4 separate regions of the Mus musculus genome follow, and all the other regions are linked to region 1. Evidence: chromatin contacts called from public HiChIP or PLAC-seq and promoter capture Hi-C data. All regions are on one chromosome and are shown on one strand. Each heading gives the region's core, a stretch centred on a gene start, on an enhancer-like site or on the middle of the called end of the contact. The rest is flanking DNA. Distances are from core to core; before and after follow the strand shown.

Evidence for each region. Promoter capture Hi-C pulls out the DNA fragments that hold promoters and counts their contacts. HiChIP or PLAC-seq counts read pairs in DNA pulled down with a chosen protein or histone mark. Capture Hi-C pulls out chosen DNA fragments and counts their contacts.
Region 2: an H3K27ac HiChIP or PLAC-seq map of embryonic stem cells shows a contact between it and region 1, with 4 times the contacts expected there. The contact joins the promoter of Vstm5 here to the promoter of Mre11a in region 1. A contact is called at or near these places in 3 of 39 promoter capture datasets (the 3T3-L1 cell line, cranial neural crest and liver), 5 of 115 datasets of contacts at active chromatin or transcription factors (astrocytes, embryonic stem cells and extraembryonic endoderm stem cells) and 1 of 9 other capture datasets (adipose tissue).
Region 3: a promoter capture Hi-C map of adipose tissue shows a contact between it and region 1. The contact joins the promoter of Panx1 here to the promoter of Mre11a in region 1. A contact is called at or near these places in 10 of 39 promoter capture datasets (the C10 cell line, the HPC-7 cell line, HPC-7-derived erythroid cells and 8 more), 3 of 484 Hi-C or Micro-C datasets (B cells, bone marrow-derived macrophages and pre-B cells), 10 of 115 datasets of contacts at active chromatin or transcription factors (the 230-238 cell line, the HPC-7 cell line, the SCID.adh cell line and 7 more) and 4 of 9 other capture datasets (adipose tissue, liver, macrophages and 1 more).
Region 4: a promoter capture Hi-C map of Sertoli cells shows a contact between it and region 1, with 4 times the contacts expected there. The contact joins the enhancer-like site here to the promoter of Mre11a in region 1. A contact is called at or near these places in 14 of 39 promoter capture datasets (the 3T3-L1 cell line, 3T3-L1-derived adipocytes, the HPC-7 cell line and 9 more), 7 of 484 Hi-C or Micro-C datasets (the Ba/F3 cell line, adipose-derived mesenchymal stem cells, cerebellum and 3 more), 8 of 115 datasets of contacts at active chromatin or transcription factors (the 230-238 cell line, bone marrow-derived macrophages, embryonic limb bud and 3 more) and 1 of 9 other capture datasets (liver).

The regions. Positions count from the first base shown.
Region 1 is chr9:14,779,454-14,786,147 of GRCm38.p6, forward strand. It overlaps Mre11a (MRE11A homolog A, double strand break repair nuclease), which reads left to right and starts at 5,201. Exons shown (of 20, transcript NM_018736.3): 1 at 5,201-5,304; 2 at 5,978-6,075. The coding sequence starts at 6,056. Ankrd49 (ankyrin repeat domain 49) reads right to left here and starts at 5,120. Exons shown (of 3, transcript NM_019683.4): 1 at 5,067-5,120; 2 at 3,162-3,509; 3 at 167-2,158. The coding sequence starts at 3,416. The coding sequence ends at 1,697.
Region 2 is chr9:15,236,229-15,243,096 of GRCm38.p6, forward strand. Vstm5 (V-set and transmembrane domain containing 5) reads left to right here and starts at 2,817. Exons shown (of 4, transcript NM_026955.2): 1 at 2,817-3,130. The coding sequence starts at 3,043. It overlaps Gm51702 (a long non-coding RNA gene), which reads right to left. Exons shown (of 3, transcript XR_003948285.1): 3 at 4,855-6,868.
Region 3 is chr9:15,041,451-15,048,493 of GRCm38.p6, forward strand. Panx1 (pannexin 1) reads right to left here and starts at 4,028. Exons shown (of 5, transcript NM_019482.2): 1 at 3,407-4,028. The coding sequence starts at 3,587.
Region 4 is chr9:15,187,530-15,194,858 of GRCm38.p6, forward strand. No RefSeq gene overlaps it. Among named protein-coding and RNA genes, the nearest start is that of Gm39293, 42 kb to the right of the region's middle. Within about 2 kb of position 1,267, at least 16 of the 459 cell types and tissues checked have an H3K27ac peak or open chromatin away from gene starts, as enhancers often do. A contact at or near this core is called in Sertoli cells, where this site is marked.

The sequences.
Region 1 (6,694 bases), core at 3,951-6,450:
GAGCAGTCATTGCTGCTTATCTCTTTAGCTCCATATTCATTTGATTAAACAACTATTATCTAATCTAAAGTAGATGAGTTACATGGGCTGGCCCAAAACCAAAATGACTTAGTCATTTAAAAAATGATAGACAATTAAAAATATTGACAAGAACAACTGTTTTTGTGTGTTACTTTTTTTTTTTCTTGCTGTGAACAAACACTTTAAACAAACGCCTTTAGGAAAAACGTATCATATGGCTTAAGAGACAGTCATCATGGTGGGGAAGGAACAGCATATGTGAGGTAGCTGGTTCACTACCTAGTGAGGAAACAGAGACAAACACTGGTTCTTGGCTTGTTTTCTCTTTATTTAATCTGGGACTTGAGCCCAGGTGATGGTGCCAACCACATCTGGATATGCATCCTTTCTTCAGTTAAACTTTTTGAGAAACTCCCTTCCAGACATATTAAAGGTGTATTTACTAGGTAATTCAAAGTTGACAATGAGCCCTCAGTGTCCTTTTCCTAGGTTTCAAGTTCTCATGTTCAGAAGACCCCTCAGGAATATACAGGGGTTGAGAGTCCATCAAAAACTATGTTGCAGGCACCAAGAAGATAAAAGTTAATGTAATTTGAACAAATGTGCCATAGATCTGGTGAAGTTATATGCAAGTTGCCTTCTGCCCTGTCAAAACTTGTATTCTATTTATATTTACACTCTGTGTTACTATCCATACTATGAGGGTTTTTTTTTTTGTTTTGATTTGTTTTTTTCATTTGTTTGTTTGGTTGCTTGTTTTTGTTTTTTCTGTTTTAAGAAAGCCTGAGCCACATGATATTCTGGTCCCATATGACAATCATTCCTCACTGTTAGAATTCCTTGTCCTTTTTCCTTTGTCATGGCTTGTAGAAAATGAGGGCCGTGGGGATAGTGCTGGACATTTCCTGGAACTTATGAGTAATGCCTAATCCAGCAAGAGAGAAAGGTGAACACTTCAGAGGGCAGTTTTAATCTTTTGGACCAAGAAACAGTTTTGTGCATGTCTAAATGGAGACACTGTCTGGCCATAACAGTAAGGGTCACATGGGTTGACCAGGGTGAGGTAGGACTGTCCACAGGGTTATGAATGTGGTGGGGGAGGCAGTGTAAAACATTCAAGGATTAAACATCTCCCAACTGCTTTTCTCAGAATGGCCTACATCTTCAAAAACAAAACATCTAAACATTCCACTACTTTTTTTAAACTTACAAAGATGTTAAGACACGAATTTTTTAGTGTTTCTTGTTTAGAATTAAAGAAACTGGAGATGCAGAGAAGACAGCTAAACTGCACCAGTATGTTAAAGATGAAAATTTGGAGTTAGCTTATAAAAATACAAGTCAATGTGCTAAACTGAACAAAGACCCAGGGTACGGGATATTTAAAAATACTTTTCTCTTGGATCAGCACCAAAAAATATCCTTAGTTTCTGTATTACCTGTGTCCTGCAAAATTATTTCTGATAAAAACCACACACTGCAGAAATCTCCACAGATGTACCCAAATACCTCTCAAATACATGTGACATCAAGGTCGGGCAGCTTACTTGGAAGAAAGCTGTGATGCGCACAACAGAACTTCTGTAGTGAGACATCTTTTCTCTGTACATGGGAATATTTTACATCTCACACATGGGAGGCACTGGTACTTTGAAACTTAAAATTACTAGAGTCATTAAGACGGAGGTGAAGAGTTTGTACAGCCTTCCGCAATTTCAAAGAGGTAGTGATAGATGCTTGTCCTCCTGGCGATATCAGAAGCAGTTTCTTGTGAGTTGTTCTTCAGCTCTGGTTTGATGTAACGATTCATCAGGAGGAGTTCCAGAGTGTCTCTGCTGTCTCTGTTCCCAGCAGCAAGGTGCAAAGGGGTCAAAAGGCCTTTCGTTTGGGCGTTGATGTCTGCATCATGCTGAAGTAAGAAAGAGGCCACCTTGGTATTATTCCACTTACAAGCACTATGCAGTGGTGTCCAGCCATCCACAGTCACTGCATGAACATCTGCCCCCTTAGCCACCAGCTCACGAACAACATCTATATGCCCACTGTAGGCTGCTCGGTGAAGAGGGGTATACTCATCTTCATCCCTAGTGTTCACTTCAGCGGCCTTCTCAGAGAGTAGTCTCTGCACTGTAGCAAGCTATTGGAAAAAAGAGAACTTTAAACGTTCAACTTGAAAAAGACAATGAACAAAGATAATTACACCATCCAGTGGCTTTAGACTTTAAGATTCCCTTTTAGGGGAGGAGGGTAACTGATTAATAGTGAGCAAGTTAAAGCTCATTACACTCAGGAGCAACGCGGGAATCTGATTCTCTGATTATCACCCTAAGCTATCACATTATCCTACTCTAATAAATGCCTACTGTCCCATACCTGGGCCCTAGATGAACAAAGGGCTTATCTATATAGTTTATATGTCATCTCTAAAGCAAGCCTAATTTTCCTGTATCAGATTGTATCAATAGACATGGTATATGAACCAGAAAATAAAAAATGAAACTACTTTTAACAGCAGAATAAAGCGATGTTGAAGCCAGCTAGAGACTAAGGAGCACATCTTCTTCTCATGTTGCTGTGCACCATGTCTGGGCTGGTCTATGGACCAGACAGAGGACACTGTGCTCTGGGATTGAAAAGCTATCATACACTGCAAAACACTTCTGGTTTTGACTTACTAACATGGATATGGGAGAACTTAGTAAAGTTAAGTACAAATGGTCAAGTGGGAAGAACTGAGTCTGAGAGTGTTTTGGATGACATTTGCCTCCTCGCAAGACTGTGGGGAGTAAACAAGTGCAGTAAGACACTTGGTGGAGTTGCAGCTAAGTTAGTCTCCATCTTACTTGTTCTCAGTAATGCTGACGTGTAGAAGGATCCTAGTAATTTAATTAGAGGACTGTTTATAATTACCCCCAAACATCTAGAGCCAGCTTATAACATAATGTGCACTTTCATATACACTACTTCATGTGGCACTCCTATAAATGAGAAAAATATTAAGCTACCATTTTTAAAGACAAGAAATTAAAGGGTCAAAAATGTTGGAATGTGCCAAAAGGTAAAGATAAGATGTTTAGGAGTAGGTCTTTGGGCTCCAAACCAAATGCTTTTCCAACTATGTAATGGTTTCTTTTTTTTACCCGATTTTTTTCAGCAGCCCAAAGAAGCAATTTGCTTGGATCTTTTTCCATCTTTTTTTCTTGCAATTGGTACCACTCTTCGTTTTTTTCCTCTTGCTCTTCATCTTCATCAGAATTGCCTACCCAGAGACTCTGAGTACCAGTGGGAATCAGGTGTCCATGAGTTTTCAACAATTCAAGCTGGTTAAACTGTTCAGAAAAGTCCACAGAGTTTTCCAGGTCTGGTTTTTCATCATCCTTTTTTTCTTTTTCCATTTTTACTACTCTTTTAAATAAAAAGCATTTCAAGTACTAGGGCGCAATCTTTAAGGAGATGAATTATGTCTGCATTGTTTGATTCTTTCTAACCTGAAAACACAAACACAACAGTTGTTAGCACAGCAGTAACTAGATATTATTAACAGCACGGATACAACCTTACAAACAAGCCAGATAAATTCTATGTCATAAGGCTTTGGTGTTTTCTCATATCCATTAAGTTTACTAAATATAAGATTTCAGAGATTTCTGCTATCTATGATCATTTATAGTCTTTACCTTTTAGAAATGCTTTCTTCTACTAAGTAAATGGCTACAACTATCTTAATTTTAATCTATTAATTTAGGTATGTTAAAACTGATGGAGTCCTGACAGTGAGTACACAGGAGGACCATAGTTCACCCAGTCCTAAAAGATTAGTCTTCTGATAAACTGCCATATTAATTTATACACTGACATCAACTTCAAGAGTTACCTAGCACATAAGCCTTAAAGAAAATGAGAAGTTACTTTGAAAACCATCAATCTTTTAACCATATTTGTTGAATTTGGCAGTTTTTTGTTGCTATTGTTAGTGTTACCACTTCTTTCTGTTGACCCAATTAGAATCTAATGTTTATTATTTCAGGTGCTATGTCTTATATTGTTTTGCTATTAAGCTTTTAAGGATAGGCCATCTTTAACACAGATTATTATGCCATTTGTATGTAACCTGCATTAAGAACTATTTGTATCATTAAACTTAAGACCTATCATTTAATCTTGCTCTGAATGGCCTCTAAGAGGAACTTAGTTATACACACTCCTCATAGATTTGTTCTACTTAATTTCAAGTTTAATATTCCATTGTCCAATTAAGCTTCATCACTAGTGACAAGAGTATCAGAATCATGACCAATGACTTCTTAGGGCCTATAAACTCCATTAAGGGATTTGTTAAGGTTTTGGCAGCATTGTGTTTTTCTTTTTTCTTTTTTAAAAGAACTATCAGAACTATTTTCTTAACATTTTCAATATTTCCTTTCACTTCAAACTCATTTTTTAAAAAGCTACTATACACCAATTCATTAAGCGCTTAACAGATGTCACTAACCAAAATATGGCACAGATCGCAGCCCCCCTTCCCACACCTGAAAACTCCTTCATATTAATTCTTAACTTATTGTCTTGGTATGCTTAATTAAAAAATCAAACCCAAATGTATCTCGACTCTGGGTATAAAGCTCGATGCATACTATTATGGAGGAATAGGATGCATTTCCTAATTTAAAGGGAACCCTCCATTTTGAGAGAGATAGCAACTGTTCCAGTTCTCATCTCATTGGGTGGAGCCCCCCATTTCAGAGGCCTGCGCTCGGGTACTGACAGATCACTGTCGCTGCGGTACACGGGCCCTTCTGAGGTCCTGAGGGGGTCTGCTCTAACTCAAGGCTCCAAATCATTTCTACTGCACTTTCTTCAAGGTTCTCTGAAAACACAAAACCGAGGCTTCTGGGGCGATCGTCAGGGGAAGCAGGGAAGAAAGGTCTTTGGTCTAGCAGGCGAGGCCTTCCGAATCGCAAAGCGAAGACTCTGCCACGATGCTACCTGCGAGGTGGCCGGCCGCCCACAGCCGCCCGCCCCACCGCTCCGGACACGCGCCTCACCTTTCACAGAGAGAACCTCACCGAGAACTTCCTTTCCGGGTTCGCCCCTTCGCTGCTCAGGATTGGCTCCTGTGAGGTGACGGAGCCATTCTGTAGCCAATGAGAATCTAGACATTCTGTGATGTCACGTCATCAATGGATCTCGCGAGAAGTACGGATGCCGCTCTCCCGCGCCTAATTCAGGTTTCTGGGAGCGGTTTTCTTGTGGTTCTGGAGACTCCCGCCCCCTTTTCCTGAGGTAGAGATGGCTTGTGGCCTCCCTGGTCGACTCTGACAAGTCCATGTTGGGTAACTTAGGCTTTGCTACGGTCTTGTAGCGTGCGGGTCCGGGGCGAACGGAAGCCCCGAGTGCGTGGGGCCGTTAGGGAAGACGGGCCGGGTGGGCATGGAGGGATGCGGGCTCTGCGTTCCGCCTCGGAGTCCGCCTCGGAGTCCCGCGGGTGGGAGGTCTCCTGTAGTGGCAGCGCCGCCTTCGCCGAGCTGGGGATGCGAGGTGTTCCACTTAGACCATGTGTTGGTTATTTATTCTGTCTTTAAATGTGGGCTGCCCCATAAAACCCATGTTAGTGTTAAGAGTATGGGGTGGCCTCTGATTCAAAGTCCTGCGCGGAGCAGCTTAAATTATGCACGTAGAAAGTTACGTTTCATTTTTCCTGTCCAGGGGTTTACTACACACCAATCTCATGAAGAAGATAGTAGAGAAATAGTAGTGATAGTGCAATTAGGACTTCACTTCAGGATGTGGCTTTCTGTTCTTAGGTCATGAAACAATTATAGTAAGTGTTGAAGACGTACATAGGACTTTCTCAAAATCACTAGCGCTTGTTCAAAAAGTCTACCCTGCAACTGAGCTCATGTTAGTGAAATATGTGCAACCTTTATAATATGTGCATTTTGGTATTTATTTTTAGAGTTTGGATTCGAGTGGTTTTTCTGACATACCTGAACACTTGGAGAGGAACCTGGTACAGAGGAACTCTACTATAAAAATGAGCCCCACAGATCCACTGTAAGCCTGACATATTAATTGTGATGACCTTACGAGAAAAGTGATATTTTAATATAAACAGCAACAGAATTTAATAATGGATAGAGTATCCCCCAAAACGTCTGTCATGCATAATTAAAAGCACATACTTATGCTTATTAGCAATAAATAAATAAATAATGAGGTGGAGCAATAGATGAATGTGTTGCAGTAATTACATGGCCATGCAGGGAGGCTCATGCTCTCTGGCTTTGTCTTAGTCTCGAGTCTATAAATAGTCCTTTAGAGTAAGTTACCCTAGTTGAAGTGAATTTGAACAAAATGGAAAGAAATAAAAGGACTATAGAAGTCAGGTGGCAGAAGAAAATCCTTGAACACGAGTGGTGTCTTCCACTCTGGTTTCAAGTTCTTGGTCAAAATTAGCTGTTTAATGTTAGGAAGATCAGCAGTTCTCTGGCTTGCCTGGTTTTATTTTCATTTGCATAACTAGACTAATAATACTCCTTTCCAGTTAATTTTGAGGTCTGAATGAGAGTGGAAGGGTACAGCTGTGGGAGCTGAGAAGTTTGTGGGTTACCCAGGGCTTCGTGCATACAATTGTGGATGTTTCTGATCTGTGGAGTTATATACAAAAGTGAAC
Region 2 (6,868 bases), core at 1,567-4,066, 450 kb after region 1:
GATGCTAATTATAAGGCTGGGATTTTAGATTGGGCAGACTTGGGAAATGGCTCAGCCACAGTCAGTAAAATGCTTGCCTTGCAAGCAGGAAGGCCTGGGTTCAGATCCCCAGCACCCGCACTAAACAAACAAACAAACAAACCATAGCAGTGCACATCAGTAACCCAGGACCAGAGACACAGAGACAGGAGGACGGTGAGGACTTCTGACTACCCAGGGCAGCAAGTCAGTGAGCTCTCAGGTCAGTGGGAAAGCTGGTCTCAAAAATAAGGTGGAGAAAGGCCACAGAAGCTCTTGCCCTTGACTTTTGGCTTACACACACACACACACACACACATACACACACACACACACACACACTTTATTTTATTTTAAATTGACAGATAGTAATTATTGTGCATGACCTAGTATGTTAAAGTATGTGTACACAGTGTCAGCACAGTGTGAATACGGAGCTGAATAAAGTAGCACAGGTCAGATGGTCATCACTTGCGAGCCTTCTTCCACTCAGCGTTCACTCAACACATTTCGTCATTAATTATCATTTCCGTGCTGTGCAGTAAGTAGATGTCTTGAATATATTCCCCCTAATTGTAATGTCCTGTCTTTCAACCAACATTAGCTTTATGTCACAGAAATCCAGTTCAAGCTACTGGGGAAAGTGAGAGTTCAAACCCCAGAGCACACACTGTATCTGCTTCTCTCCCTGGGTCCCGGCCCAGTTTGTCTCATCTTAGCTTCATTCTTTTGACTTTTAAAATATTTTTATTTTTGAAAGAGAGCCTTGCTACGTAGCCCAGGCTAGCCTCAAACTTGGTTTCCTTCTTCCTCAGCTTCTTAATTCACCATACCTGACTTAGCTTCATTATGAGTCCAGGACTTCTTGTGTGACAGGCATGGGTGGTAATACCTGTAGGTTCATGTCCTCTGCTTTAGCAATCCCAGCAATGGCCACATGCCACTCCCAGGGAGTCCCCAATGGTCTCATCTTTTTACCCATGAGCCAATGATAGCCAATAAAGAGGACACTGTGAGTGCAGTTCCAGGGTAGACCATTCTTGTTCTCACCAGAATGTGTGTGTGATGGTTAAAATGACCAACTTAATGGTTCTAGAGTCACCTGGGAAAGACGTCCTTTGGCACACCTGTGAGAGATTATCTAAATCTGGTTAATTGGGGTAGGAAGGCCTACGTTAACTTTGAGGGACACCATCCCGTGGGTGAGAATCCTGTACTAAACAGAAAGGAGAATGCAAGCTGAGCCCCAGCATTCATCCCACCCAGAGTCTTACTGCAGATACAACCCCCCCCAAGAGCCAGATCACAGTAGGGCGTGCTACATCCCATGGTCTCCTGGGAGAGCATGCTACACACCGCTGTCTCCTGGCACTTCCTGTCTTTCTGTTCCTCCATCCTCACCTAGCGAGATTTGTCCTCACTTGAAATTTCACGAAATATGTCAAGAGCTCCAGATCTAAGGAGAAGGAATGTCTTCGAGGCAGGAGGAGAGCTGTGAAGCGTTTCCTGGAAAGACTACTTCTCTCCAGCTCAGAACAATGAGTGTATTAAGGTTACATTAGCAAGGGTCAGGAACATGGGTGATTCCAGCGGCTGCATTACAGAGAAGCCCAGCCCAGCCCATCACTGGGGCTCCCTCTACAACTTGCAGCTCTGTGGAAGAGTCTCCTCTCCCTGGCAATGGCATACTCCAAGAGTTCTCTAAGTGCCCTAGTGCCCTGAATCCTTTGAGTGGCTTGTGCTTTGTGAGCTGCCTCCTCCTTTCAGGAAAGAGTGTCTCAGCTGGAAGGAAACGGCTACACAGCAAGCAGCCACCGCCCTTTCTATCCTTTCCCCAGGAAAGCAGAATCTTTTCCAGAGCCGCCCTCCCGAGTAGACTTCCCTTTTAAGTATCACTGCTGTTTGCTCGGAATCTTATTCCCTAGTAAGAAGATCTAGCTCTGACGAAGTAAACCATACTGCCACAACTAGCTTGGGCCAGTTTTAGTTTCCCCGACTTCCACATCTTTACACATCACCACATCCCCCTTTGAGTCCAGCTGCTTTGAGTCTTACAGCATCCTGGTTCTTCATTTAACAGCAGACTATATAGCAGTTGGTCATTGTTTGCAGGCCCCACCCCTTGCTAGGATTCCTAAAGTACCTAGTCACTCCTGAGGATTCCAGAGTGCTGAGATTACAGGAGGGCCACCTCTAGGGGCTCTGCAAATCAGTGTGGTTGTGTCTCTAAGTGTAGCTCAGGCATCATTCCAACACTGTCCTGTGGTGGAACGCCCACCTGAGCCAGGTCCCAGACAGAACGCAGCTTTCAGAATCCTTTCCTGGCTGGCTGAGTAACTGGCCGGATGGATGGATAGTCGGACGGATGGACGGACGGACGGACGGATGGATGGATGGACGGACGGACGGACGGACGGACGGATGGATGGATGGATGGATGGATGGATGGATGGAGCATAACTGCATCTACTCCACAGAGCCAGCCTGAGTCACCCTATCTGTTTCCCCTCACTCCTCACACCCCAGGCTGTCACTTGGCTTTCCTAAAAGCCTCCCACTTGCCCATGAAGTCCTCAAATTGTCTTTTTGGACCCTTGAACAGCAGCTAGCACTAGCCCTCCCCCCAGTCACCTCCCTGCACTGAACCTTGAATTGATAAAGTGGGTGTGACCCTCAGGAAATTGCTCATTATTTGCCATTAGTGCCTCTGAGTGCGTGCCTTCCCATTACCCCATATCTTTGCATATTTATAGTCCTCCGTTCTTTCACTCCTCCCTCCCTCTTCCCTTCCTCCTTTCTTCCCTCTGTCCTGGGAACTGGTTGAACCAGAGTACAACCTGCTCATCTGCCTCTGGCGGAGCAGCTGCAGGAGCTGAGACGTGCTGAGTTGCAAGCAGAGCAGCAGAGCCAAGGCTTGGGAGGCTAGGCTGGCGCGCTACGCTGCGGGGCGCTGCTGAGGGCGAGCATTGGACCGGCCACCTCCCCGAGGCCCATGCGGGGTTCTATACAGCCCGCGGCTCGCTCATGAGACCACTGCGGTGCGGGGAGAGGACCCAAGGCATCCCGCTGGGGCTGCTCGCGTTCTGGGTGACTGCTGCCCGCTGTCTGCAGAGTAAGTGCCTGATTGGGAGACCTCGTAGGTGGGAGCAACATGGAGGGTGGGAAGAACATCGCTGGAAGGAACGTCCCCTATGGTGCTGTCGGGAGGCCAAGGTGATGCGGGCTAGTCTCATTTCACCGCCTCTAAGCTGGCGGGGCGCAGCTGGAGAGTCCTAGGCCGAGCCAAGGCTCTCTCAGTGCTCTGGGCCGCTGTGGCTGCTGCTGTCAAAGCAGGAAGCCGTCCTGGAGATAACTCGCTCCCTGCCGGGCCCTGGCCTCCTGGGCAGCAATTTTTATTTTCTTTCTGAAAATAACCAGGCTGCAAACCCCAGGGTGCTCACTGTCACTCTCTGGTGGTAGACCCTCCTTGGGTTTCCTGGGTCCTATGGATCTCCCTTAACATGCAGCAGACTTCCAGGTAGCCTGGGGCTCAGGAAAAGAGGTCGTGGGGTTCACTGGAGCATGAGACCAGAGAAGGTGCCCTGTGAGGCAGCACTAGAATGGTGAGTCAGAATGTGGTACACATTGAACATCATCTATAGACACGAAAGATTATAGTGCAATTCTCTTCTTGTTCAAGGACTAACATTATTACCATTACCATCTTATGGGTCAGTTCATGGAGGTTTAGAGAAGCCAGAGACGGGTGGCTGGAGTTAAGAGGGCTGGTGGGGAAAGCAGATCTTCATCAAGCGCCTTTGTTCACAGATTCTTGGGATCCACAAACTTCCTAACCATTTAGCCCATATGAAATGAGAGCCTCTTTTTCTGTGTTCTACAAGTGCTGCAACTGAGGCACGGGAAGGCAACACTGCTCAGGGAAGGTGACTACCTACCTAGCGTGCGGTGAAGCCAAGGCTCAAACAGCTTCTAGGTCTTTTCTTGGAGACCAGCCTTTGTATTTGTAAGACTCAGTAAGACTGGGCTGAGATGGCTGGGCTGTGGCTTCTGCCGCTGGGGGGCCTGGACTTAGCCCCTTGTTAATCCATCAGGTAGGAATCTTGACAGTGATCTTTCCCGTTGTTTTCCCAAGTACAAGTTTCTTGTCACCATTCTTGCTCTTGGTACAGCCGTCTGTCTGTGATGTTCAGAGGGTAATATCCAGAGCCTGACTTCTCCCTGCAGGAAGCAGGCCACAGTAGGATACAGTGGTTAACAATTTTTCCTTTGACGTGGCCTTTGAAGGAGGTAGGTGCTGCCTTCTGGGAACACTTAGAACCCAGATTTGGGAAACCAGAGGACTCTCTGCAAAGGAACCCACACTTACCTGGTCCTAGCAGTTAGATGGGAGCCACCATGACAGTGTGACATGTAAGCCTGAGGAGTAGGTGAAAGTCTGTGTCACCTGGTGACTGTCTCCTGCCCGGCTGTCACCAGGCAGGTCAGTACTGTCCGCTCTGATGAGCCCTGAGTCTGCCCCTCTCCAACCAGGAGCAGCTCTTCCCAAATGCCGAGTGGGTGTGAGCCTGCTTGGAGGGGGCCTGTGCTGGAGGCCAACCCAGCAATGTGGAGAGGGCCTCTCCTCTCCTCACCAGCTCCCTGCATCCTCTGCCTCCTCAGCTTCTGCCAAAGGCTGGGGTATAACTCAATGGCAACTCTTTTCTAGCATGAACAAGGCCCTGTGCTTGGCACCTAGCACGGTTAACAAGAAACCATAAATAATATAAAAGAAGGAAGAAAGTGAGAGCAAGAAGCTGCCTTCAAAAAAAAAAAAAAAAAAAAAAAAAAAAAAGCCTGTGTTACAACATGTCCCCAAACACAAGATTCCTGTATTTGGAAGCGTTTGCTCTCTCAATGGTGGTGTTAGGGACTAAATATATCCCCCAGATGCATTGGTTGAAACCTCTGATGTGGCGTTAGTCCCCACTGTGGTGAGACTAGTGTCCTTATCAAAGAGAACTCAGAACTCTTTCTCTGCTGGTGGGGACACAGTGAACAATTTAATAAGCCAGGAAGAGGGTGTTCGCTTAACTATAAATGTCTTGCCAGTGAGAGCACTCAGCAGGCAAAGGTACTGGGACTCACAAGGTGAGGAGAGCGGACTGGCTCCTGTAAGTTTATCCAGGGACCTCCACAGAGTCCATGCACCCAGGCACACACACACAAATAGGATGCACACAAGTAAATAAGTAAATGTAAAAATAATTTTAAATTAAAATATAGTATGACTATAGATGTATTGGGGGGTCTGTATTAAATACGTTGGATCTTGCACTTCCTGTCCTCCAAGACTGAGAGGGGAAAATAAACCCCCGCACTTCAGTCATCCAGTCCATAGACTCTTAACTGCAGCCCACACTAGACAACTTGTACTGCCAAGTGCGGAGCTAGTGTCATGAGCATGTAGAGCTGTAGATGGCGCTGTAGAGCCAGTTACTGGGTGGAGCTGGAGAAGTTTTCAGTATACTAGAAACGTGGGTTGGAAGGGAGGTTCAGGTGAGGTCTTACAGAGAAATAAGGAGTGTTCTTGGACAGTGCGGAGGAAATTCCTGTGCAGTAGTGAAGATCCGGGCTGAGCTGCCTTTGTGCGTCAGTGTTCTGAGGAAGGTAGAAGTCGAGAGTGGGGCGGCTGCTTATTTAGCTGAGGAGATTTCTAACCAAAGTGTTGGAGAAGGGGCTTTCTCACTCCTGGCTGCTCATAGCAAATCCAAGAGGAAATGAGAAATTGAGCTGGGCATGGTGGTGCACTTAGGAGGCCAGCGTGGTCTCCATTATGAGCTCTAGGCCAACTAAGACTACATAGTAAGATCGTGTCTCAAAACAAACAAACAAACAAACAAACAAGCCAGATCTTAAAGATTTGGCTGTAACCTGCCTGTAGTGTAAAATAATAATACTAAAGGTATATTAGGAAGAGAGTGGCAAGGGTGTGGTGAACAGCCCCAGTAAGTATGGGTGTGAATGCACACACTAATCAGCCACCCCAACAGAAACTCTGCCAATCTCAACTGACAGGGCCAGGACAAAGTGAAGGAAGAATGTGGGTTCTTATCCTGCTTGACTAACTCATGGGGCTGCGCAACTGTAGACATGTTCTTCCAAACAGGAAAGTAACCAGGACTGATTAAGAGACCAGGGCTTTGAACCAGGACTGCCTTGGTTCAAAGGAGAGAGAAGAGGACATAGTTTCAGTGTCAACTGCTCTGACAGTGGACACAGGTCAACTGGAGAATGTCAGGGGTCACCTAAGTGTGTCAAAAGGCAAGTCATCAAACCCAAGAATCTAGTCTTAGCAGTGTGTCTTACTGAGCTTGGAAGCCATCATCGCCCCTGGCCTCCCTTCAGTTTCTTTCCAATGAAATGATAATCTCCCTGTCCAGGTGGTCACATCACTGTATTTTGGGACATGTCACTTCCGTAGTTCCCAGTGCATAGCCAAAAAGAGCCTGGCTTCAGGATGACTTATCCCTGGCATCTCACCCACATCTGCCTTAGAGAACTTTTAACTAAGACTTCAAAGTTAACTTTAGAGTTGTTTCCAAAATGGGTTCATATTTTCAAGGCTACTGAGATAAAATATATGTGGTTTTTATGTAGAATGAATATGAGTTTAGGAGACCAGAAATGGAAGATATAAATTGAATATATGCCCACAAACAGAAAAAAATGAAAATCTACTTTCTCTCTGTTATGTTGGGATAGCACGACAGTGACAGCCCAAAGGCCAACAGGAGAGACCTCCCTCATCAAGGACCTCAGATAACCTGGACCTGGGTTTTCCTCGAGGGAAAGTCTAGTCATGCTATTAAGA
Region 3 (7,043 bases), core at 2,778-5,277, 260 kb after region 1:
TGCTGTTTCCACTGTGGACTTCAGCGGCCCCGACAGCGCCCCCCATCCTGGGCCTGTGTGAGCTGCTACAGCGGGGCACTGGGTTAGGGGCAACACAGAGTGGTGCTTTTAATCAAGTTTTCATCGACGCTCTTCTTCATCAATAGAGGAAAGGCGACGCGAAAGGGCAGTGATGAACAAGCTCTAGTTTTAGTTGAATTTAAAAGTTCTAATTTTATATCCATCCTCCTATGCACACTACAAAGCACAGAGTGGCCCGTCCCACCTCCACACCAATGGCCACGCCCACTCCAGAGGCAGCGGGGCTGCTGGAGCTCTGGCAGCCATGTAAGTCTCCTACCCCTAACTCCAACTCACCCTGCCTCATACACTAGGAATCTTCCTTCAAAGCTCGATCCTGTGCCCTGATCACCTGTGCCCTGACCCCTCACTGCTCTTGCGAGTGGCGGAACCCCTCCTTCTGCCTCACCCCACAGCAGTCTTTGATGCATAGCCTGGCTTCACTCAGAAAGCCCATCTAATAAAATACTATTTAAGGGTATTCCATGTCCCACTGTTCTGCTGGGTCATACCTGAAAGGCAGACTCTAAATCCTGCATGTTTCTACACTCTGCAGCCAAGCACTGGCAGGCTGCACCCCTGGCTCGGGAAATACCTGAGCGTACCCAAATGGATCACCTTTCATTGACTCAAAAAAAAAAAAAAAAAAAAAGTTTGTAAAGTGGCCTTGATGTACTGTGTAGCAGGGATGGATCAATAAAAGGCTAGGCACCTAGGAGGTGAAACCATCACATGGACAGGCTATGTGACAAGAGTATTCCAAACAGCAGAGAGGGAAGGGTCCCAGGGCCATGCTTGGAGCTGTCAGGTCCTACCTCACCCAAACTCCAGGGCTGTCCTCCCTGGCAGTGTAGTGGCCAAACTGCTCGTTTCATTTAAACGGCTCCACTATCTCTGGTTGTCTTACTTAATAAATACTGTCTTGCTGTAATAAAAACTGTGACCAAAAGCAGGTTGAGGGAGAAAGGTTATTTCAGCCTACAGCTCTCTCACCACACTGAGGGAAGTCAAGGCAGAAATCAGGGCAGGAACCTAGAGGCAGGAACTGAAGCAAAAGCCATGGAGAAGTGCTGTTTACTGGCTTGCTTCTCATGGCTTTCTCAACCTGCTTTCTTATACACCCCAGGACCATCTAGCCAGAGGTAGCACTGTCCGGTGACCTGGGTCCTCCTACACCAATCATTAATGTGACCAGGGCATCTTTTTGGTTAAGGTTCCCTCTTCTCAATGACTCTAGTCAGTGTCAAATTTTCATAAAACTGGCCAGCACCCTGTAGTTATTACATCTCTTTCTCTCTGTCTGTCTCTCTCTTGGTTTATTTTGCCCTCAATGTCACACAATTAAACTGCGCAAAATTAATCACTGACCATGAACACTGACCTCCCAGGACTTCTTTATCCCACACACACATCTTCCCCTTGAAACTCTTGAGCCCTTCAGAAGACAGGGGCATCTGCCTGAGCCTGAGAGTTCACCTAAGAGCCAGCCAGTCTGGTGCTCATAGTTCCCACAGCTGCCTCATCCTGAAGCCACAGACAGCAGGAAGTCACCAGTGAGCAGACAGTATCTATCTCGATGGTAAAGTCTCACAGGTAGAGAGAGGGCCATGCCTCAGAAATCTCCCTATCCCCCAGAGAGCACAGCAAGGCTTGCACACAGCAGAAGCAGACCCTTGCTGGCTGAACCCACTTTTCATGCCTCCCCCCACGATGCCTTCCACACAGCACATCCATCCGGCCCTGCACATCAGGTGCCTCAGAAGCCCATCCAGTCAAGGGACTTTACAGACAGTGATCAGCTCTTCCCTGTCGTCCCTCTGCCTGCACCAGGTGTCCAAGACTTGCTTCTTCAGCACAGGGACATTTATTCTTGGGGACTTGATGCCTGGCATCTGGTTCAGTCCACAGCTAGAAGGCAGAAACTATCATTGGGACCTGGTTTTCCTTTCATCCCAAGAACCAGGAACATAGAAAACTAACTTTGCACCATTACTTCAGCAACTTTCTGCCACCCTGACCAACTCAGCCATACATGGTACAGACTACACACGCCAGGCCTTTCCTAACCAAGCTTACCTCAATTCCAGGTCCCACCAGCCTGCTCATGCAGGAATACCCTCTTCTCTCCAAGGTCTGTTAGAATCTAGGTGCCAAGCAGCTTTCTGTAGCCCCTCCCTCATCCCTCAGGGGACCCATCTTCCTTCCTCCGCTCACCCCTCATCCATGCAGAAGCCCTCTCACCTGCATGCCCCAGGGCAGGTCCAGCTCTCCCCTCCTCCTACATCCAGAAGCCCCTCCTACATCCAGAAGCCCCTCCTACATCCAGAAGCCCCTCCTACATCCAGAAGCCCCTCCTACATCCAGAAGCCCCTCCTACATCCAGAAGCCCCTCCTACATCCAGAAGCCCCTCCTACATCCAGAAGCTATGTGCCCTCACTATGACTCACTGAATGCTGCTGTCAGCCTGTCTGTCAACAGCCTCCCAATCCCAGGTGAGTGAGCATGTGCTTTCTGTAGTAATCTGACCCAGGCCCATATACCCTCAGCTTCCCAGAGGAAGCCCTCTACTCTTGGCTGACACAGCGCTTTGAGCTTCCTTTCGGGGAACATGTAAGTCTCATCTCAAAATCTTGAACAGTCTCATCTGGGGCTACCCACACCTGACACAGGTGTTCCTCCAGGTCCTGCCCCACCTGCTATGCTACTTAGCTGCAATTCACACCCTCACTCAGGTTATAAAAGTTAGGATAAATAGGACCACTCACTCTGCATCATGATCTTGCCCACAACGCTAGCCTTTGGAATTGCACTAAACTATTAGGGCGAAATGAGAGCTTATATGAAGGGGATTGGGTCATTTCTTCATCTTTCATTCATTGCAAGGCTTAGGTTGAGGACGTCTCCTGCCTCCAGGGGCAGTTAATCCCCAGCACACATAACCCTAAGACAGAACTCAAGTATCATTTAAAGGCAAGACAGTGAAACAGCACCCTGTATGTGGAACGCTTGTCTTTACATCCTCCCTGGACCCACTCAGGAAATTATAGGTGACTGTACAATTACTGGAGAGAGGAGTAGGGAGAGCAGTTTTTGGCACGTCTCGCAGCAACAGGCTGAATGTAACTCCAAGCCACAATAATGAGGCGCAGGAGACAAAGGAACTGGAAAGAGGATACTAGGAAAGTCAACAGAGGTACCCAGGTTACACATGGACGAATAATGCTTCAGAATCGCTACATTAGGAGGGGCGTGCGGAAATGCCAGCTGCGTGCGGTGAAATTTCTCAGCAACCAACCTCAGACAATGCCAGCCTAGCCCAGACTGCCCCTGCGCCCCTGGCCTCACCGATGGAGATCTCCTGAGCGAAGGCCAGCGAGATGAGCAGCAGAGGTAGACCCACGGCAATACATGTGACCATCTTGTCCACCGCCAGCTCCAGTCGCAGCCCCTTGAACTTGGGCTCGGTGGGCTCCTTCAGCAAGAAGTCCGAGAACACATACTCCGTGGCCAAGTGGGCGATGGCCATGGTCAAGGCGCACCGGGTGCCGCGGGACGGGCAGCCGAGGGCAGGCGCCGGTGCTGCCGGCAGCCGGGGCGAGACGCCGAATCCGCGCGGTCACCGACCGGGCGCGCGGCTTCCGCTTTCCCTTCCCGGGCTCCCGGGCGGGCCCAGCATTGTACCGCCTTGGCTGTCGCTGCACCTACCCCGCAGGGACCGCACGGGAGCTGCAGCTGCCTGGGACCGCCCCAAGCAACGCAGGGTGCACGAGCCCCGGAGCTCCGGCGGTAGCAATCACTCCCGTGCTAAGCCCCCGCGGGCCCGGCGCGCGCGACACCAGGACTCCCTCCGGCCACTCCGAGCGCGCAGGGGCAACAACGTGCCGGGAACAAAGCTCTTCGCTACAGCTGCCCGCGCCCGCCCTGCGCGCTCGGCTACAGAACCGAGCTCTTCCGGAACCTACGCGGGGAAAACCGGGTTCCCAGGGGCGAGCAGTTTCCGGAAGCGCGCTGACGCGGGCGAGGTGGGCGCGGCTGCACAAGACCCTAGAGCCGTGTGTGTGTGGTTTTGCACTCCTTTCTGCTGACAGCCTCCCTCCCCGGAGCACGAGCTAGCCCCTTTCTAAGCCTTGTCCACCATTGAGAGCGTTGATGCTGAAGATGAACCAATGTCTTGTGCAACTCTGCACGCTAGACAAGCGCTTCAACCACAGCGCCACACTCCAGGGTGCAATCCGGGTTCTGTTCAAAACAAAACAACAACAACAACAACAACAAAAAAAAAAACCTTCAAAAACAACGGGTGTCAGAAAAAGGTCGAGATAATCTTGCGGTGATGACCGAAAGTATATTGTAGAGAGGGCCTGCATCTTTCCAGAGTTCTGTAAGGGGAGGGCATGCCCAGCCCTTTGCCCTTTCCTCTACCTTCCTGTCTAAAGCAGTAGTCATGGTTCCTGAGGCGCCAACTGCTGTGTATGTGGTGTTGGTGAGCTCCTTCTGAATACCTCACCTACAGTAGACAATGAAGCATCCAAGAAATGTTCCAACCATTTACGGCAAACGGCCTTGGAAGGTGAATGTGCCAAGCATAGACGCCTTCCCTGGGCTGTGTACATCAGCGGGGTCTGAGTAGGGTAACTCCAAGGCCCACATACTGGACCTCTAAAGACCATCAGAGACCTTCGCAGTCCTGTGCTGACAATGCTTCACACAATCCTTTCTCAGACCTCAACTACTGTCTTCTACCTTTCCCAAACCATTGTTGTTGGTGCTGGCACCCAAAGTAGAAGCCGGGTACTCCATTTTTAGAGTTTCCATCACTCTTGACAGCTGTGCCAACCAATTCTGAATTGATGTGCTTCTCTTTTCTAAATATGGCAGACTTGACCGTTCCCCACCTGCACAGCCAGCAACCAGCACCCAATTTACCCACCCATCCCTAACTGCTTACAGGAAGGCATCCTCCAGACCCTCCTAATCTTTCTCCAGATGGCTATGGAGTGCTGGGAGATAAAAGTGGTACTTGCATGCTTTAATTAATTTTACTCAGACGGTCCTAAGTGAATCTCTTTCACCTTGAGTGGTTTTTAAGTGACCCAGTTCCCACTCCTGTCTGTTCCTCGAAAGGCATGTGGCATGGGATTGAGGTGACACTGGGTTTCACAGCCTGAGGGGACGAGTCTGTTTGGGGCAGGCAGAACTGTCCTGAGTATTTTCTAGGAACCAGTAAGTCACACACGCAGTTTCTCTTCTCTTTCTGCCAAGATCAACTCATCCAAGAGGAGAAATGGCCCCTTTGAGAAGCCTCGCATGACCCCTCCCCTAGTTGGGATGAGTCAGGCACTCTCTTGGTGCCCCCAGTTCTCTAACACCCAGCTCACTCTGGGCCGGGCCGGTGATAGTGGGTTGCGTATCTGTTCAGTGATCACACATGGACTTCTGAGGCTCTCGGTTGGGTCTCGCAGTAGTTTTATAAACTTCCCCCACCCTGGCAGTTTTGTTCGTTCATTAAAACATCAGTCAAAGACTGATGAGCTTAAGAGAGAATAAAGAGAAGCTGTTGGGAACTGGGAAGAAGAGACGCCTGGCACTGGTGTGGGGTCAATGATGGAAGGTGGGGCCGGAGCATAGTCTGAACTTGTAGGGAGTGGCAGAGGGAAGTGCTGTACAGAGTTGGGCTTTAAAGCCCTTGCTCTTCAACAGTGTGTGGAGGGGCGTGGAAGGAGAGCTGAAGCAATGAGGCTTCCAAGGTGTGCAGGAGAAGTAAAGAAAGCCTCCGACCGATGGTAGAAACAAATGGGTACAAGAGCTGGGTATGAGAGCTGAGGGAACCATTTTCCTTACTCAAAAAAAATCAGACAAAAAAAAAAAAAATCTCTGGCTTGAGCCAACATTCCTGGGAGGAAAACAGAAGGTAAAAGCCATGAGCCCAGTGCCTAAGTTCGTTTCTTAAGCCTCGGTCTGTCACCCAAATAAGGATGGTTCGATAGGGTCCCCTCAGATTGTTCTTAGAATCCAACGGAATACCAGAGGAGTGTAGTGACACACATTGGCAGTCCCAGCACTTGAGAGGTAAAGACAGGAGGCCCAGAGCTCAAGGTCACTTATGGCTACACACTGAATTTTGGGCATCCTGGGCTACATAAGACTATCAAATAAGGGTGTGTTATTTTATTAACAACATTTCCTGAATTGTACACCATTCCCATTAATAATCTCAGGACTCTAACACGTCAAGTGAAAGCATGGCCAAAGTGTTTTACTTTATTTTTCAAAATAGACCCTAGGTTTTAGTGTAAAGTTTGTCTCTGTGTGGAAAGCAGAGGTCTATGTGAGCAATATTCCTCTATCACTCCCCAGCTTATTTTATTTTACTTTCTCTCTCTTTCTTTCTTTCTTTCTTTCTTTCTTTCTTTCTTTCTTTCTTTTTTTTTCGAGACAGGGTTTCTCTGTGTAGCCCTGGCTGTCCTGGAACTTACTCTGTAGACCAGGCTGGCCTCGAACTCAGAAATCCGCCTGCCTCTGCCTCCCAAGTACTAGGGTTAAAGGCATGTGCCACCACACCCGGCTTTATTTTACTTTCTTTTCTTTTCTTTTATTTCATTTTTGAGACAAGGTCTCTTGCTCTCTGAAGCTGGAGCTCATTAGCTCGGGGAGCAAGACAAGCTAGCCAGCGAGTGGCAGGTTCCCCCTTGCCCCTATCTCCCCAGCTGCCCTCACGGCCACGTGACATACCCGGCTCCTTTCATTGCTGCACACAGGCCCTCATATTTGTATGACAATCCTTTTGCCAATGAACCATCTCCCTAACTCCAGATTTCAATTTGATTTTAGTTTGTTTTCAGATTTTCAGAAAATGTGGGCAAATAAATGATTCAGAGTTCTCATATACCCACACTCCTCTATTCAAGTTCTTCAGTGCCATCTTGCAATAGAATTGTGCATTGGTTCCAATAATGAACCACTACAGAAATATTTGTGCATG
Region 4 (7,329 bases), core at 17-2,516, 400 kb after region 1:
TTTGGGTGCTCTAATTGAAAGCATTAATGGATCAACAAGCGTAGCTCTTATTTCACCCTTTGGGTTTCAGAGTCTTTCCTTATGAACTATGATGAATGCTTTTTAAAAAGGCAAATGTACACACAAAAAGAAAAGAAAACAAAGATAAAAGCAGAACCACGTAGGGGAACTGAGAGTCTGACATGAGGGAATGTGGTGGTTTGAATGAGGAATCTCCCCCACAGGCTTGCGTGTTTGAACACTTGGTCCCCAGTTGTTCGTGGTATCTGGGGAGATTATGGAACCTTTGAGTTATAGGCCCTTGACAGAGGGACTGCATCATTGGAGGTGGGCCTTAGCAATAGGCAGCCTTATCCCACTTTTTGTTTTATATGTGTGTGTGTGTGTGTGTGTGTGTGTGTCTTTGTGTGTGTAGGTATCTCTCTGTCTGTTTGTCTGTCTGTCTGTCTGTCTGTCTCCTTCTCCCTCTCCCTTGCCTACTTCCAGTATGTGAATGAAAGTGTGACCAGACAGCATCCTGGCTCCTGCGCCTTGCCTTACCCTGCCTGTTGTTACCCTTCACTTCTATAATGGACTCTATCTCTCCAGAATCACAAACCAAATAAATCCATTCTTCTTTCAGTTTCTTCTGGTCATAGTGTTTAATCGGCAATAGAAAAGTAAGCAATGAAGAGAGTGGCTGCTCTCAGCCAGGCACCTCCCTAAGTCACCGCTGTAAGCAGTGGTATGTTATATAGAATAATGCTGTGATTCGAGTTCGAGATCTAGATGTCCTGGTGGTCACAGGAAATAACTGCCATGTTGCCCAAGCCAAAAGTTACAGCCTATGTCTAAACTAGAAAACATTTAGAGATAGGCTAGTCCTGGGCACTCTGGTACCCACACAACAGCAGCACATCCTGAGCAGCCGTTGCTGCTGATCTCAATAAAGAGACACTAGAAAACTGCCCCACCCCCACCTCACCCCTACCCAGTCTCTGTGTATCAAATCCTGCACTCTCCAGTCCCTGCGCAGAGCCAGAACAGTTTGAGTCTGTCCCCTTTCCCCCTGACCTCCCTCCCCGCCAGAAGACGCCAACCTTGGGAACAAATGAAAGGCAACCTATCCTCCCCTGATTAGCAACCAGAATTTCTCCAGTGCAGATGGCTCCTGCCCTTGAAAGAAGCAGGAGCCAATATCCTTGAAGGGATAAAAGCCCACTCTTGGACTATGGGGAAAAGACAACTAAGTGTTCCCAGACAGCTGAGACCAGGTTGTAAAATACACTAGCTTCTGATAACACAATGAGTGACTTTTCCCAGGTCAGGAAGGTCCCTCTCCAGCTGCACGGTTCTTTCTGCCCCGCTGTCTGAACAAACGTTATCAGGTTTGAAGGACAGCATTCCTTTAATTCTCATGGAATGCCTCTCATGGAATGCCAAGGCTTGAAAGCCCTGCTTGTGATTTGTTTTTCCTTTATAAACGCCCTTCACTTAGACCTGGGGGTTCACTCTCCTTCATGTTCCATCAGAAAGGTTGGTGGCCCAAGCTCGAGCTTGAATAAAGACCCTCATGTGATTACAGCGGGTTGTGACTCCTGGTGATCTCTTTGGAGTTTTTACAATCTGGGCACAACATGAGCTCCCTCTGTGGGCCTCAGAGAAGTCAAGGCAGATGATGCTTTGTATTCAGATTAGAACATGCCTTCAAACACATTTAAAGTCAGAGATGCGGTCCAGCCCTACCACCTGTACTTCACACTGAGGAAGAGAAAGAAGCTGAGAGAAGCAGCTGTGGAGGATTATGTAGCACTGGCCAGACAGAGACACAGTTCCTGTTGGGATTTTTGTCAGGGACACAGGTAGAATTATCTAAGAAGAGGGAACCACAATTGACAAAATGTCTCCAAAACATCACCCTGTAGGCAGGCCTACGTGGCATTGCCTTAGTGATTGATGTGAGAGCCCAGCCCATTGTGGGTGGGGTCATGCCTGGCAGGTAGTCCTGGGGAAAGAAAGTAGGCCTAGGAAGCCAGTCAGCAGTCAGTTGTCATCTCCAGTTACATTCAGCAAGTGTTTCAGCTTTACTTCCGGTTTAAACCGGAACAGATATGGTAAGTTAATCTGTGTATACTTTTCTTTTGGAAAAGTGTGCTCTAGAATCAAATGATCCACTTACAGGAATAACCATAGCCACACACTTTCAGTCTGCTTAGTTCCTGATCCAGATTTCTGCTTGTAGTTCCTGTTAGTGTAAGACTCTGACAAGCTTTAGCTTATTGGGGATCCCCTGAGTGAACCATGCTGAGCCAGAATCGAGGCAAAAAGCAAGAGGAACTTATTGTTCCAATGTGTGGGGTCGTCCTGCACCTTCGGTGCAGTGGTGACCACATGCAGCTCATTGAGTGAGCTTTTTATAAAGCTTCCAGGGCAGCAGCCATTAGCCACAATGTGACTGGCAGAACAGTGTGACTTTTTAAACTGATTGGTCTTTAGGGAATGAGGTGGCAAGGACTTTCCTTGTCTGAAGGTGGGCAAGGTCCATCCTGCTCCTGCAGAATGTGCCCCACCTGCAGGTCATTCCCTTCCTGTGGTCTGAGTAATTAGCCTCTCCATTCCAGAGGGGCAAGTGTTCCATGACCCTCCCAAAGTTCCTGACCTGACCTTTTCATTAGCATTCTGTCTAAACTTTACCCCCACACACAGTTACCTGGCAACACCCAGGTAGGCCTGACCCACTGTAAAAGGGGCTGCTTGTCTCCTCCTCCTCTTCCTCCTCCTCCTCCTTCCTCTCTCTCTCTCTCTCTCTCTCCTTCTTGCCTCTTGCTCTCTTGCTCCCTCTTGTTCCCCCTCTCTCTTCATTCCCTTCCCTCCTCTCTCCACATGATCATGGTGGGCCTCTACTTCTCTACTCTCCCTCTCTCTGTCTTTCTCCATCTCTACTACCCTCTTAACTCCCCTCTATTCTGTACTCTACCATCATGTGGCTGGTCCCTCAGGGGGAAGGAATACCTCAGCATGTGCCCACTGAGACATCCCCTTCCCCCACACTTCCATAGAACGTATCTTATACCTCTTTATCTTTTTGTAAACACATCAGTTCATGTCTTGGCTTCTCTCAATTCTCTGTGACCTGAGATATAAGTCAAATAACACCTCTCCTCCTCAAGTTTGTTTTAGCCATGGTGTTTTATCATTGCAATAGAAACACTAACTAAACACAAATTGGCACCAGAAGTAGGGTATTGATGTGACAGCCTGACAGAGCATTTGATTAAGGTTAGAATTAAGAATTTGGGACTGATGAGATGGCTCAGCAGGTAAGAGCACCTGACTGCTCTTCCGAAGATCCTGAGTTCAAATCCCAGCAACCACATGGTGGCTCACAACCATCCATAATGAGATCTGGTGCCCTCTTCTGGAGTGTCTGAAGACGGCTACAGTGTACTTACACATAATAAATAAATAAATCTTAAAAAAAAAAAAGAATTAAGAATTTGTAGTTCTGACCTTAAAACGATCATCCATCATGATCAAGTAGGCTTCATCCCAGGGATGCAGGGATGGATCAATATACAGAAATCCATCAACTTAATCCACTATATAAACAAACTCAAAGGGGGAAAAAACACATAATAATATCATTAAATGCTGAGAAAGCATTCGACAAAATCCAACACCCATTCATGATAAAAGTCTTGGAAAGATCAGGAATTCAAGGCCCATACCTAAACATAATAAAAGCAATATACAGCAAACCAATAGCCAACATCAAACTAAATGGAGAGAAACTTGAAGCAATCCCACTAAAATCAGGGACTAGGCAAGACTGTCCACTCTCTCCCTACTACTCAATATGGTTTTCAAAGTTCTAGCCAGAGCAATTAGACAACAAAAGGAGATCAAAGAGATACAAATTGGAAAGGAAGAGGTCAAAATATCACTATTTGCAGATGATAGGATAGTATACTTAAGAGACGCCAAAATACTACCTCCTAAACCTGATAAACAACATCAGCAAAGCAGTTGGATATAAAATTAACTCAAACAAATCAGTGGCATTTCTCTACACAAACAATAAACAGGTTGAGGAAGAAATTAGGGAAACAACACCCTGCACAATAGCCACAAATAATATAGAATACCTTGGTGTGACTCTAACTAAGCAAATGAAAGATCTGTATGATAAAAACTTCAAGTCTCTGAAGAAAGATATCAAAGAAGATTTTAGAGAATGGAAAGATCTCCCATGCTCATGGATTAGCAGGATTAATATAGTAAAAATTGCTTTCTTGCCAAAAGAAATCTACAGATTCAGTGCAATCCCCATCAAAATTCCATCTCAATTCTTCACAGAGTTAGAAAGGGAAATTTGCAAATTCATCTAGAATAACAAAAAATCTAGGATAATGAAAACTATTCTCAATAATAATAAATAATAATAATAAATAAAAATAATAAAATCACCATGCCTGACCTCAAACTGTACTACAGAGCAATTGTAATTAGAAAAACAAAAAACAACAACAACAACAAAAAACTGCATGGTACTGGTACAGCAACAGACAGGTAGATCAATGGAATAGAATTGAAGACCCAGAAATGAACTCACACACCTATGGTCACTTGATCTTGAAAGACCCCCAAAGAAGGGAGACCCTCACTCACGTCTCGGGATGACATGACTCTCCCCCCCCCCCCACCCCAAGAACTCATGAGAGACTGTCCTTGCTGCAATCGCATGAGTTTTATTGACAAGATCCAGCACACTGGGGTCGACTTGTATCCCACACAGAGTTAGAAGAGTTTGACCCCGAGTAGCTGGGGAAGGGGGTATTTAAAGGGAAAAAACACAACCCAAGGGATAGGGAAGGTGTTATTGGAAAATACCAGTGAAGAATCACACGGGGGAACTAAAAATCACAAGGGGAAACTCCCTGCTTCTCAAGATTGTTCTCAAGATTTTAATCTAACTTTTGTGGTCGGCCAGTAACTGGGACAAGGTCACTGAACTGGCTAGCCTACATTCTTGGCTTTACTCTGTTTGCTAGGGGGTCTTAATTTTTCCTGGTCTTTCATCTCCCCACTTCTTCTAGTACCTAGTTCTAATCATAGAACTAGATTTCAGTATCTTATTGATTTTCTTGACTTTCTAAAGCATGATATTGTTGGTGTAACATCGAAATCTGAAGAACACTCACTCTTTCTCTAATAAAGGTAACTAACTTATTAACACACATGGACCTATAATTAAAAGCAGAAGCAAAAATCAAAAGGGGTCCCATAAGGGTAGATATCAAAGTAGTCATCTAAGGAGATCTACTAAACCAGCTCTCAAACCATCCCTGATGCACTTCTCTGTCTCTCTGTCATTTGTCCAACCTTTCTCTAAGTTTACTCATGGAGTCTTTAATTACTCCTGAATGGTCTACATAAAAACAACACTCTTCTCTGAGAGCAGTGCATAATCTTCCGTCTTTTAAGAATAACAAATTTAATCCCCTTCTATTCTATAAGACTACTTCTGAGAGAGAAATTAAAGACTCTTTAAGCTTGGAAATAGATTGTTCCAGAGCCCTCAAAGCTTTATCCAAGGCTATTCTTAGTTCATTAAAGTACTGAGGGGCCTGTATTAGGGCAGCGATGGCTGTCCCAACACTGGTGGCTGTCCCAACACTGGTGGCTACCCCGAGACCCAGGATTACTGCTAGTGTCAAAGAGATAGGCTCTTTCTGAAAACGGGGTGGGTGCTTGTCAAACTCATCTTTAGATGGTTCCAGGGCCCGCTTCACGTGGGAGGTGTGGATCCAAGCAGAAATATCTTTAACCTTCATCACTGTAGGGGTCATCAAGAGTACCAAGTATGGCCCTTTCCAGCGAAGTTCCAGATTCCCCACTCGATGGTGTCAGACTAGGCTGGTGTCTCCAACCTGGAACTGGTGGGGCACGTCCAGACTCCCAGTCTCATAGGCCTCTTTCAGTTGTTCCCAGGCTTGGTGTCTCACTACCTCAAGGGCCTTTAAGTGGGCAAACAAGGGTTTAGATAGAACAGCATCAGGATCATGTACTCTACCCAACTCAGTGAGCGGTGGTGGTCCCCCATACAGGATCTCATAAGGGGTGACTTTAAATCACCCTGGAGTGTTCTGAACTCAGAACAGGGCAAAGGGAAGGAGGGCTGTCCAGTCATTCCTGCCGGTCTCTAAGGCCAATTTGGTGAGGGTTTCTCTTAGGGTTCTATTCATCCTCTCTACCTGACCTGAGTTCTGGAGTTGATAAGCACAATGTAATTTCCCATTAATCCCCAGCTGGGTGGCCAGTCCCTGACTTACCTGGGCAACAAAGGCAGGTCCATTATCAGACCCAATTACCTTGGGTATCCCGAACCTTGGGAAGATTTCTTCTAGGATCTTCTTGGCTACCACATTGGCAGTCTCAGTCCTGGTAGGAAAAGCTTCTACCCAGCCTGAAAAGGTGTCTATAAACACTAATAAGTACTTGTTGCCATATCTAGCTGGTTTAGATTCTGTAAAATCTACCTCCCAGTAGGCCCTAGGCCAGTCACCCCTGAGCCTCTTCTCAGGAGTATATACATGGAGTGTCCTGCATTAGTCATAGCACAGGCCTTGCAGCTTTTGACTATTTCCTCTGCCAAGTCAGAGAGTCCTATAACATAGTAGTTGGAGGAACTAACCACACCTTTTAATTTCTTGGCCCCCAAGTGGGTCAGGCATTGTAAGTTGATAACATACTTGCATCCTTCTTCCCATGGAAGGACTAGTTTTCCTTTTTCTGTTTCTACTACCCCATACGGGGTTTTCTTTGTCAGTCCTAATTTGTCCATAATTTGATGGTCCTCAGGGGTGTATCTAAAACTGGTTTCTCTGACATCATAATAATCTTTAGGCTCTTTGACTGCCAGGATCATTGCTCCTTGGGCCACCTGTTTGGCAGTTAGGTCTGCCATCTGATTCCCTTTAGCCACAGCATCTCGAGTTTTCTGGTATCCTGGACAATGTATAATGGCCACCTTTTTTGGCAAGTGTATGACCTCGAAGAGGCTCAAAATTTCCTCTTTATTTTTATGTCTTTCCATGCAGATGTCAACAGCCCTCTTTGTCTGTATATTAGTTCATGTATATGGGCAGTGGCAAAAGCATACCTGCTGTCAGTGTAAATGTTAACAGACTTCCCCTCTGCCATTCGTAGAGCTTGTATCAAAGCCACAAGTTCGGTTTTCTGGGCCGACATCCCTTCAGGGAGGCTGCTGGCCCAGATCACTTGCTTCCTGTCCACCACTGCTGCCCCCGCCTTCTGCTTACCTTCAACCACGAAGCTACTGCCATCCGT